2 separate regions of the Mus musculus genome follow, and region 2 is linked to region 1. A link is a contact called in public HiChIP or PLAC-seq data. All regions are on one chromosome and are shown on one strand. Each heading gives the region's core, a stretch centred on a gene start, on an enhancer-like site or on the middle of the called end of the contact. The rest is flanking DNA. Distances are from core to core; before and after follow the strand shown. Region 1 holds the start of Mroh1 (maestro heat-like repeat family member 1). Region 2 overlaps Mroh1 (maestro heat-like repeat family member 1).

Evidence for each region. HiChIP or PLAC-seq counts read pairs in DNA pulled down with a chosen protein or histone mark.
Region 2: a contact with region 1 is called in an H3K4me3 HiChIP or PLAC-seq map of the SCID.adh cell line, with 31 read pairs. The contact joins the enhancer-like site here to the promoter of Mroh1 in region 1. A contact is called at or near these places in 21 of 39 promoter capture datasets (the 3T3-L1 cell line, 3T3-L1-derived adipocytes, the C10 cell line and 13 more), 6 of 484 Hi-C or Micro-C datasets (the HPC-7 cell line, embryonic fibroblasts, embryonic stem cells and 3 more), 9 of 115 datasets of contacts at active chromatin or transcription factors (the NIH/3T3 cell line, the SCID.adh cell line, T-cell acute lymphoblastic leukemia and 4 more) and 4 of 9 other capture datasets (adipose tissue, embryonic stem cells, liver and 1 more).

What each region holds. Positions count from the first base shown.
Region 1 is chr15:76,378,368-76,382,181 of GRCm38.p6, forward strand. It overlaps Mroh1 (maestro heat-like repeat family member 1), which reads left to right and starts at 2,146. Exons shown (of 44, transcript NM_175457.4): 1 at 2,146-2,209.
Region 2 is chr15:76,426,830-76,430,643 of GRCm38.p6, forward strand. It overlaps Mroh1 (maestro heat-like repeat family member 1), which reads left to right. Exons shown (of 44, transcript NM_175457.4): 15 at 280-387; 16 at 683-827; 17 at 1,073-1,113; 18 at 1,415-1,556; 19 at 1,820-1,872; 20 at 2,324-2,431; 21 at 2,959-3,078; 22 at 3,348-3,470. Among named protein-coding and RNA genes, the nearest start is that of Mir6954, 4.5 kb to the right of the region's middle. Within about 2 kb of position 1,937, at least 5 of the 459 cell types and tissues checked have an H3K27ac peak or open chromatin away from gene starts, as enhancers often do. A contact at or near this core is called in the SCID.adh cell line and T-cell acute lymphoblastic leukemia, where this site is marked.

The DNA.
Region 1 (3,814 bases), core at 896-3,395:
AAGTTCCAGGACAGCCAGGGCTACACAGAGAAACAAAAACTAAAATAAGCCAGGCAGTGGTGGCACAGGCCTTTAATCCCAGCACTCAGGAGACAGAGGCAAGTGGATTTCTGAGTCCAAGGCCAGCCTGGTCTACAGAGTGAGTTTCAGGACAGCCAGGGCTATACAGAAACCATGTCTCGAAAAAAAACACAAAACAAACAAACAAAAACCAAACTAGAATAAACATTGTGTGTGTGTGTTGGAGGAGAGTGTGCACTTCAGTGTAGATGCCTGTGGAGCTTAGAAGCTTTTGTTCCACCTGGAGCTGGAAGTTAGAGCTGGCTGTGAGCTGCCCACATGGGAGACGGCAGAATGTGTTCCTAACTGCGGAGCCATCTCTCCAGTCCCTTTGCCTTGTCTTGTCCTTCTTTCTGTCTGCACCCTTACTAGTCCATCAGCTCTACTGCATTTTACCCAGTACCTCATGTGCTGGGCCTTATGCTGAATAATAAAAGTAAAAGTTACGTTGTGATACATACAGGGCAGCTTGTATGTTTGGCGTGGGGGGGGGGGCTGTGGGCTGTGTGCTGTGGAGCACAGGATCAGCAGGGCTTGTTGGAATGTGGCCAACCAGAGCACTGCCACTGTCCACTGCAAGGTTTTTCAGGCTGGGGGCGGGGGAGAGCAACGGGGGGGGGGCTCCTGTGTGTTAGCATGGAAAAGACCTCCTTCCCTGGCAGCTACCCAAGTTAGTCCCCTCTCTCTGTTTTCTAGCATTTTCCTAGGCCATGACCCCATCCACAAAGTGCTTCACTCTCTTTTTTTTTTTCTTTTAGATTTATCTATTTATTATATGTAAGTACACTGTAGCTGTCTTCAGACACTCTAGAAGAGGGCATCAGATTTCGTTATGGATGGTTGTGAGCCACCGTGTGGTTGCTGGGATCTGAACTCTGGACCTTCGAAAGAGCAGTTGGCGCTCTTAACCACTGAGCCATTTTGCCAGCCCCAAATGCTTCACTCTCTTACTCAGAGAGTCCTGTCCTGTCTTTTTCTCTCTTGGGCTCTATCCTCTCAGTAGAACTCATCCAAGTCCTTCTCATCGTGGAAAAAGAATATTGGCTGTGTGTTTGCCTCTGACCTGGTTCAACCGCAGCAGCTTAATTTCCACATCCAACGATGCTGTCAGCCTAGATACATGGTAGCTGCTTCCCCTTTGACAGGTTCTTGGTTCTTTTGCTTTCAGAACTCTACCCACAACTTTCTCTTGTTTACACACATCTGGGTGATTGCAACCTCTGGTTCTTTGCAGGTGCCAAGTCTTCCTGGCATGATCGTCCCCAACTCTCTTATCTAACCTTGCTTTCTTGGCACCAAACCCAAAGTTTATCCTGTAGTATGGCTTACTTTTACTTTTTTAGTCACCTCTTTCCAGCCTTAGAGGCTTTAGCTGCTCCTGGAGCTGGAATAACAGTGGTAGGTAGCAAGCAGCCCAGGTAGCTAGGACATGATCATCTTGATTCCCAATGTCTTGTTGATAGGTTGGACATGTACCTCTGTTGGGCATGGCCATGTGTACATTTAGGGGTTTGGGGTAGTTTTAGGCGTTTAGTGTGTGACCAATGTACAACAATGACAATACCTTGTGTGTGTCCGTGACAGCTGGGTTGTTGTTTTGTTTTGTTTTTTTTATTTTTGTTTTCTTCCCGAGATAGGGTCTCACTTTTTATCCCAGACTGTCCTAGAACTCACTATGTAGACCAGGATGGCCTCGAATTCATAAGGATCCACCTGCCTCTGCCTCTCCAGTGCTGGGATTAAAGGAGTGCGCCACCGGTCCCGCCTGGTGGAGTTTTCTGCAGTTGGAGGCCGAGTCCGAATACTCTCGAGAACAGCGCTTGCGCAGACGGCGTCTGGCGCAGCAGCAGTACTCACACTTGTCTTGTGAAATGGTCACCGGACCGCTGGGGTACCCAGCAGAGAACAGGAAGAAGTAGGTGTACCTAGGCGCTCCATGGAGCGGAGAGTGGGCGGAGTTAACGTGAGGGACAGAACTCTGACCAATGAGTGTGGAGATCGCACGGAGGCGGGGCCAAATTGCCGCGCGCCAGGCCGCAGTTGGCCAGAGGGCTGCGGGGATGGGCTTGGGGCGCTGCTCCGCCTACTCTGAGACGCTTGGGGCATAGAGGGCGGCGCCCGGGCCGTGGCGGCGGCGGCGGCTCCTCAGGTAAACGGCTTGTTAAGGCTCATCTTTGGTGGTGGGGGCCAGGCACCCTTTGAGGAACTTGGACCAGAGAGCCTAGGGGCCTCCCCATCTGCCAGCAGCAAGAGAAGCTGTGTCAAGGGGCGCCTCCCCAAGGTCAGCGGGCCGGTGCCAGGAGGTGCTGGGAGATCTCAGGTGTGCCCAGCGGGCCCGGCTTCGCATCTTACACCTGGAAGGGATCTCGGAGCTTGCGATTCAATTCTGACTTGTCAGACATCGGCGCGTGGTCCCTGGTCCCTGTCCCTGCTGTCTCGTGGGTCGCGTGATCCATGTCCTAGTCCCTTCCGGGAACTCGGTGACTCAAGACCCTGGTCCTTTGCGGGGTAGGGGCTACGTGTTCAGGTCTTTGACCTCCGCAACTGGGCTACCGGCATTTCTGTCTCTTTCATAAAACTGAGCCTTAATTCAGGGACTTGCAAAGCGAGTGCTCACCGCACCGCAGCCACTCGTCTTTCTGTATTCTCGTTGCGGATTAAAGGAGGCGGTGTAGAGCAGGAAAGTGATTTGTCCAGAGTCACGAGGATTGCTGGCCCCAGGGAGAAGGCCACAAAACTCTCAGAGTATAGAATTCAGGCAAGGTGAGAGCTAGGTGAGGTGGAGCCAGGGCTGACACTCCAGGTTTGGGATTCCAATTTTCCAACCAAGTCAGTGCAGTTATGCAGCAAGACTCTGCTCTACCCTGTACAGAGCTCAAGGTAATGGATGGAACCGTAAACTCAAGTGCAGTGAGTAAGCATAAGGACCTGCGGGAGAGGGATAGAGGGCGGCATCTGGAGACCTGGGGCTGTGAGCTGGAGTTACTGTTAAGGCAGAGGCTAACTTTGAGGGGCTAGTCTTGGTTGGAGGCAGGAAACTCTTTGGAAGGAAGGGGATGGTAGTAGAAATGGAGGAACAGCCTGCGACCTAGTTAATTAAATGGTAAAATTAAAAAAATTCAGGAAGTAGGTAGGTGGAGCAGGGCAGGGGTGAAGGTGAAGGGTTAAGTCTTAGCTGCTCTGTTAGACTTGGTTGGCCATGGTCATCTAGATGGAGACCCCCAGCAGACACAGGGTTGATGGGGCACCAGAGCAGAGATCCTATGCAAACCACTGGTTGTGGGATATTCCTGTGGAGCCTGTGTTTATGACTTGGCTGGCTGTGCAGTCTCTGCACCTGCAGGCCGGGGAGATGCTTCTGCCAGCAGGCTCTACTCTTAGGCCTTAGGCTGAGATGTGTGGCTCGAATGAGGAATGTCTTTCTGGGCTCTACTGTCAAAGTCGATGGCTGAGGCCTGGCCGCCTTCATTAACTTGAAACGGATGTCCAGGCAGGCAGCCTTACTCAAACCTGCATCTTGTCATATCTCCCTCCCTCAGAGGTGACTGTCAAGGGACTCCAGAGGCCAGAGGTGGGACCTGTTGACCTGTGCTTGTCTCAGTTCCCGGTCACCTGTGTGTGGGGTTGGAGATGTTTGTGTTTAGTTTTCTTTCCTACGGTTCTCAGAGGCCCAGGTGAGAAGCAGGATTGCTGTTGTCTGACGAGCAACTCCAGGCCTCCCAATGGCTTTTTGTTGAGCTAAGTTGTTTTGAAG
Region 2 (3,814 bases), core at 687-3,186, 48 kb after region 1:
TGGCCCACTGGATCCTGAAATCAAACTCAGCTTGTCAGTCTCACACAGAAAGCACTTACTGAGCCATCCCACCAGCTTTTCTTGAGTGACTTTGGTGTGCTTGCCTGTGGGAGCTGACAGACATCCTCTCGGGGCAGGGTTGGTGAGTCTGCTGCGTTTCCTTTTCTGCCAGCCTTTCCCCTTCTTGTGCTAACCTGGATGGACCTCGTGGTCCATCTCATGCTAACCTTGGTGTGTGGACAGTCATCCACACGTGCTCTCGTTTGCCTCTTCCTCCAGCCTGAGAAGCCTGGCCCTGATGGGGAGGACCTGGCGGCAGATAGCGTGCGGGCTGTCAGTATCCGCACCCTCTACCTGGTCAGCACCACAGTGGATAGGATGAACAGTGTGAGTGTGCATGTCTCTGACCCGAGGCTGGCTGCCTGAGCTTTCCCAGTCCTAGATTTCCTGCCCTCCCCATCCCTGGCCTGGAGCGGAGAGTGTGGCCTCCAGGGGACAGTGGCCGGACAGTGCTCAGAGGATCTCTCAGCAATGGCCGGACACACTGTCTGTCTTAGCATCGGCCCCTCTCAAGCTACCCGGCTCCTGTATAGCAGTGGAGATCCAGTTCTGACATCTCTACTGCCCCGGAGGCCGTGCCCACCTGCTTGCAGTCCACAGACCGTGGCCCTCTGTCCTTCAGGTTCTCTGGCCCTACCTCCTCGAGTTCCTCACCCCGGTGCGCTTCACTGCGGCCCTCACCCCGCTCTGCAGGAGCCTTGTGCACTTAGCCCTGAAGAGGCAGGAGGCTGGGGCAGATGATTTCCTCATCCAGTACAACGCGAATGGTGTGGAGGCCCAACCACCGTGCCCCTGGCTGACCCCACCGACGCCATGATGCCCTTACACCTCGTCCTCTCTCAGCTCTCTGCCTTGCCCTTGCCCTGCCCCTGCTGCTGACACCCCCCTACCCCACCCCACCCCACCCCCAGCTGCTTTCGCATGCTGTCCCACCCCAGCTGCCTGCTTGTGCCTATGGTCCCATCTTTTATCCTATCCCTGCCTTGTAACTGTTTCCATGTTTCTTGTCCAGCAAACCTCCCGTCTCCCTTCGCTATGACCACACGACTGCTGGTAAGCAACGGGTCTGTTACTGTGTCTCAGCACACGGGCTGACACTGTCCTTCATGGGACATTCTCGTAGGTGTCAGCGTGACCGAGCTTACTCTGATAGAAGAGTGGCCTCTCGGCCCCAGAGTCCCTGTCAGCTCTGTGGCAAGCCTGACCCTTGCCACCGTCTCATTGGCATTCCTTGCCCCCGTGTTTGCTGGTTTTCCCTTCACCCCTGGGAAGCTGGTCCCCAGGTTGGGCACTGTGGCCAGGAGATGGCAGGCGGCTCCATGCTTAGGCGACCCCCTTCCTTCCTCTCCTTCAGGTTGTGTCTTCTAATCCCTACCTGGGAGATGGGCGTGGAGCGGCCTCCCTGCGCCTCCTGAAGGTTATGCATCAGAATATCCACCCTTTCCTGGGCCAGCGGTGGGAGACAACCATGCCCATGCTGCTGGAGTACCTGGATGGTGAGGCCTGTGAGGCTCAGGAGCCCCTTAGCCACCCCTGACCCCACTAGCACCCAGTATGCCGTTCGGGTTGAAAGAAACGATCCAAGCTGTAATCTAAGAAAGGGCCTGGATGGCTCACAAGGGAAGGGGGTGTGACTGTGGCCTGACTGGTTTCTGCGTTCCTTCTGGGAATTCCCAGAGACAAGGAGGGCCCACCTAGTGCATGTTGGAATGAGCCTGCCTGGCAGGACCCCAGCCAGTGGGCTTATTGGTCATTTCAGAGCACACCGAGGAAAGCCTGTCACTGAAGGAGTGGGAAGAAAAGCTTCTAATGGTGAGAGATGGAGCAGAAGGCCAAGGGCCTGTCTGTGCCTTTTTGGGACATTCTGGGCCTGGGCACAGAGGGCCAGGGCAGCAAATGTTGGACCAGTGTATTGTGCCTTCCAAGGGGCTTGTTGTTATCCAACTTCATCTGGTGGTGTGACTAGGGGATGGGCTCAGTGGTGGGGGGAGTTTGGGGTAAGGATGGTGGCTGGTCTCAGATGTCCCTGGCAGGATATTGTACCTTCTGTCACTCAGCACCAAATGGGAGGGACTTTTGCTCATCCTGGGCACAGAAAGGGCTTTTCCCTCCTTCCCCGTCCCCAGCCGAGTTCAGAGCCACTTGTGCTTCAGCCTGCCTCATAGCTACCCACCTTCAAAGGCCACTTACCAACAGGAGTCACCATAAGGTTATCACGTGTCAAGGCCCTGCCTCAGGCCTCACCAATGCTCTCCCCCCTCAGTTCCTGCGAGACACCCTGGCCGTAGTATCTGACAACATCTGGATCTGCCAGCTGAGCCAAGAGATGTGCAAGCAACTGCCCTCTTACAGTGGGACTCCTCAGGAGAAGGTGCCTGAGACAAGCTAGCTGGGGATGGGGATCTCTGCACAGTCCCCAGCTCCCATGCTTTGTGTCTTTGATCTCGCCTGTCTGTGTCTTTGTCTCCTGACTCTGGCAACCCTGGCCAAGCCACTTAAAAAGCAAGCAGGGTCAGGAGGCTCCTCGCTGCAGTTAACAGCTGGGGGATGGGGGACAGCTGCCTGCTCACTGTTCCTCAGACACAGCCTGGGTCTCACCTCCTCATGCAGGACCCTTCCTATGTCCTGCTTGAAATACAGCTTCCTCTCCAAGGGGCCGGGTGTAGTGGTGCCCACGTTTAACCCCAAATACTTGAGAGGTAGGCGGATCTATGAGATCAAGTCCAACCTGGTCTACACAGCTAGTTCCAGGACAGCTGGGGCCACATACAGAAACCATATATCAAAAAAACCAAAAAGGAGGAAAGGATACAGCTATCCATTAGCAGTACCCACCACAGTGCAAGTGTCTGTCTGCTCAGGAGTCAGGTTCATCTGTGTTCTCTCCCTGTGTTCCAGAACTTCCTGTATAAGTGCATTGGAACCACGCTGGGTGCTGCTTCAAGTAAGGAGGTGGTGAGGAAACACCTCCGAGAGCTGCTGGAGACAGCCAGATATCAAGAGGAGGCAGAGCAGGAGGTAGGTAGTCCCCAGTGCCCGGGGCTGTGAGGCCGTGTTCATCTGCCGCTCTGAGCTAGCCACGTGTGCTGTGAGCACATAGGTACATGCATGCTTGCACGTGAGGCACACTGCTTGCTTCCTCACGGATGTCCGCGTGTATTTGTGTGCCTTCAGGTTTATGTGTGTGTGGAACTTTGTGTACGTGTGGATATACACTCCTCCCCACACAGCGTGTGGGCAGGTGGGCCACTGTGCCCAAGTGTGAGCACACCCGTGCACCTCCCCAGGGCCTGGCCTGTTGCTTTGGGATCTGTGCCATTACCCACCTTGAGGACACTCTAGCACAGCTGGAGGACTTTGTGAGGTCAGACGTGTTTAGGAAGTCCACCGGCATCTTTAGCATTTTTAAGGTAAGACGGTCATTACCCAGAACAGTGTCCTTGTGAGTAGATACCTGTCTGTGGCTGCCCCACTTTTCATGGCTGTGGTAGGGTGGGTTCCTGCCCTCTGCTCTCTCTCAAGATGAAGGCTAGGGCTGGGTTCCCTCAGGCTTTGTATCCTCCATTCCTCCTCTGGGCCTGAGCTCTCCTCCCACTGAGGGCCTCCCAGAAGCCCTAGCTGATTGGAGTGCTGTTCCTCTAGCTGTGGGTAATGAGAGTTCTCAGTGGCAAGGTTCTGTGGTGATCAGCTTTCTGTTGCTATGACGAAATACTTGAGGAAATCAACTTTAAGGAGGAAGAAGTAGTCTGTCTCC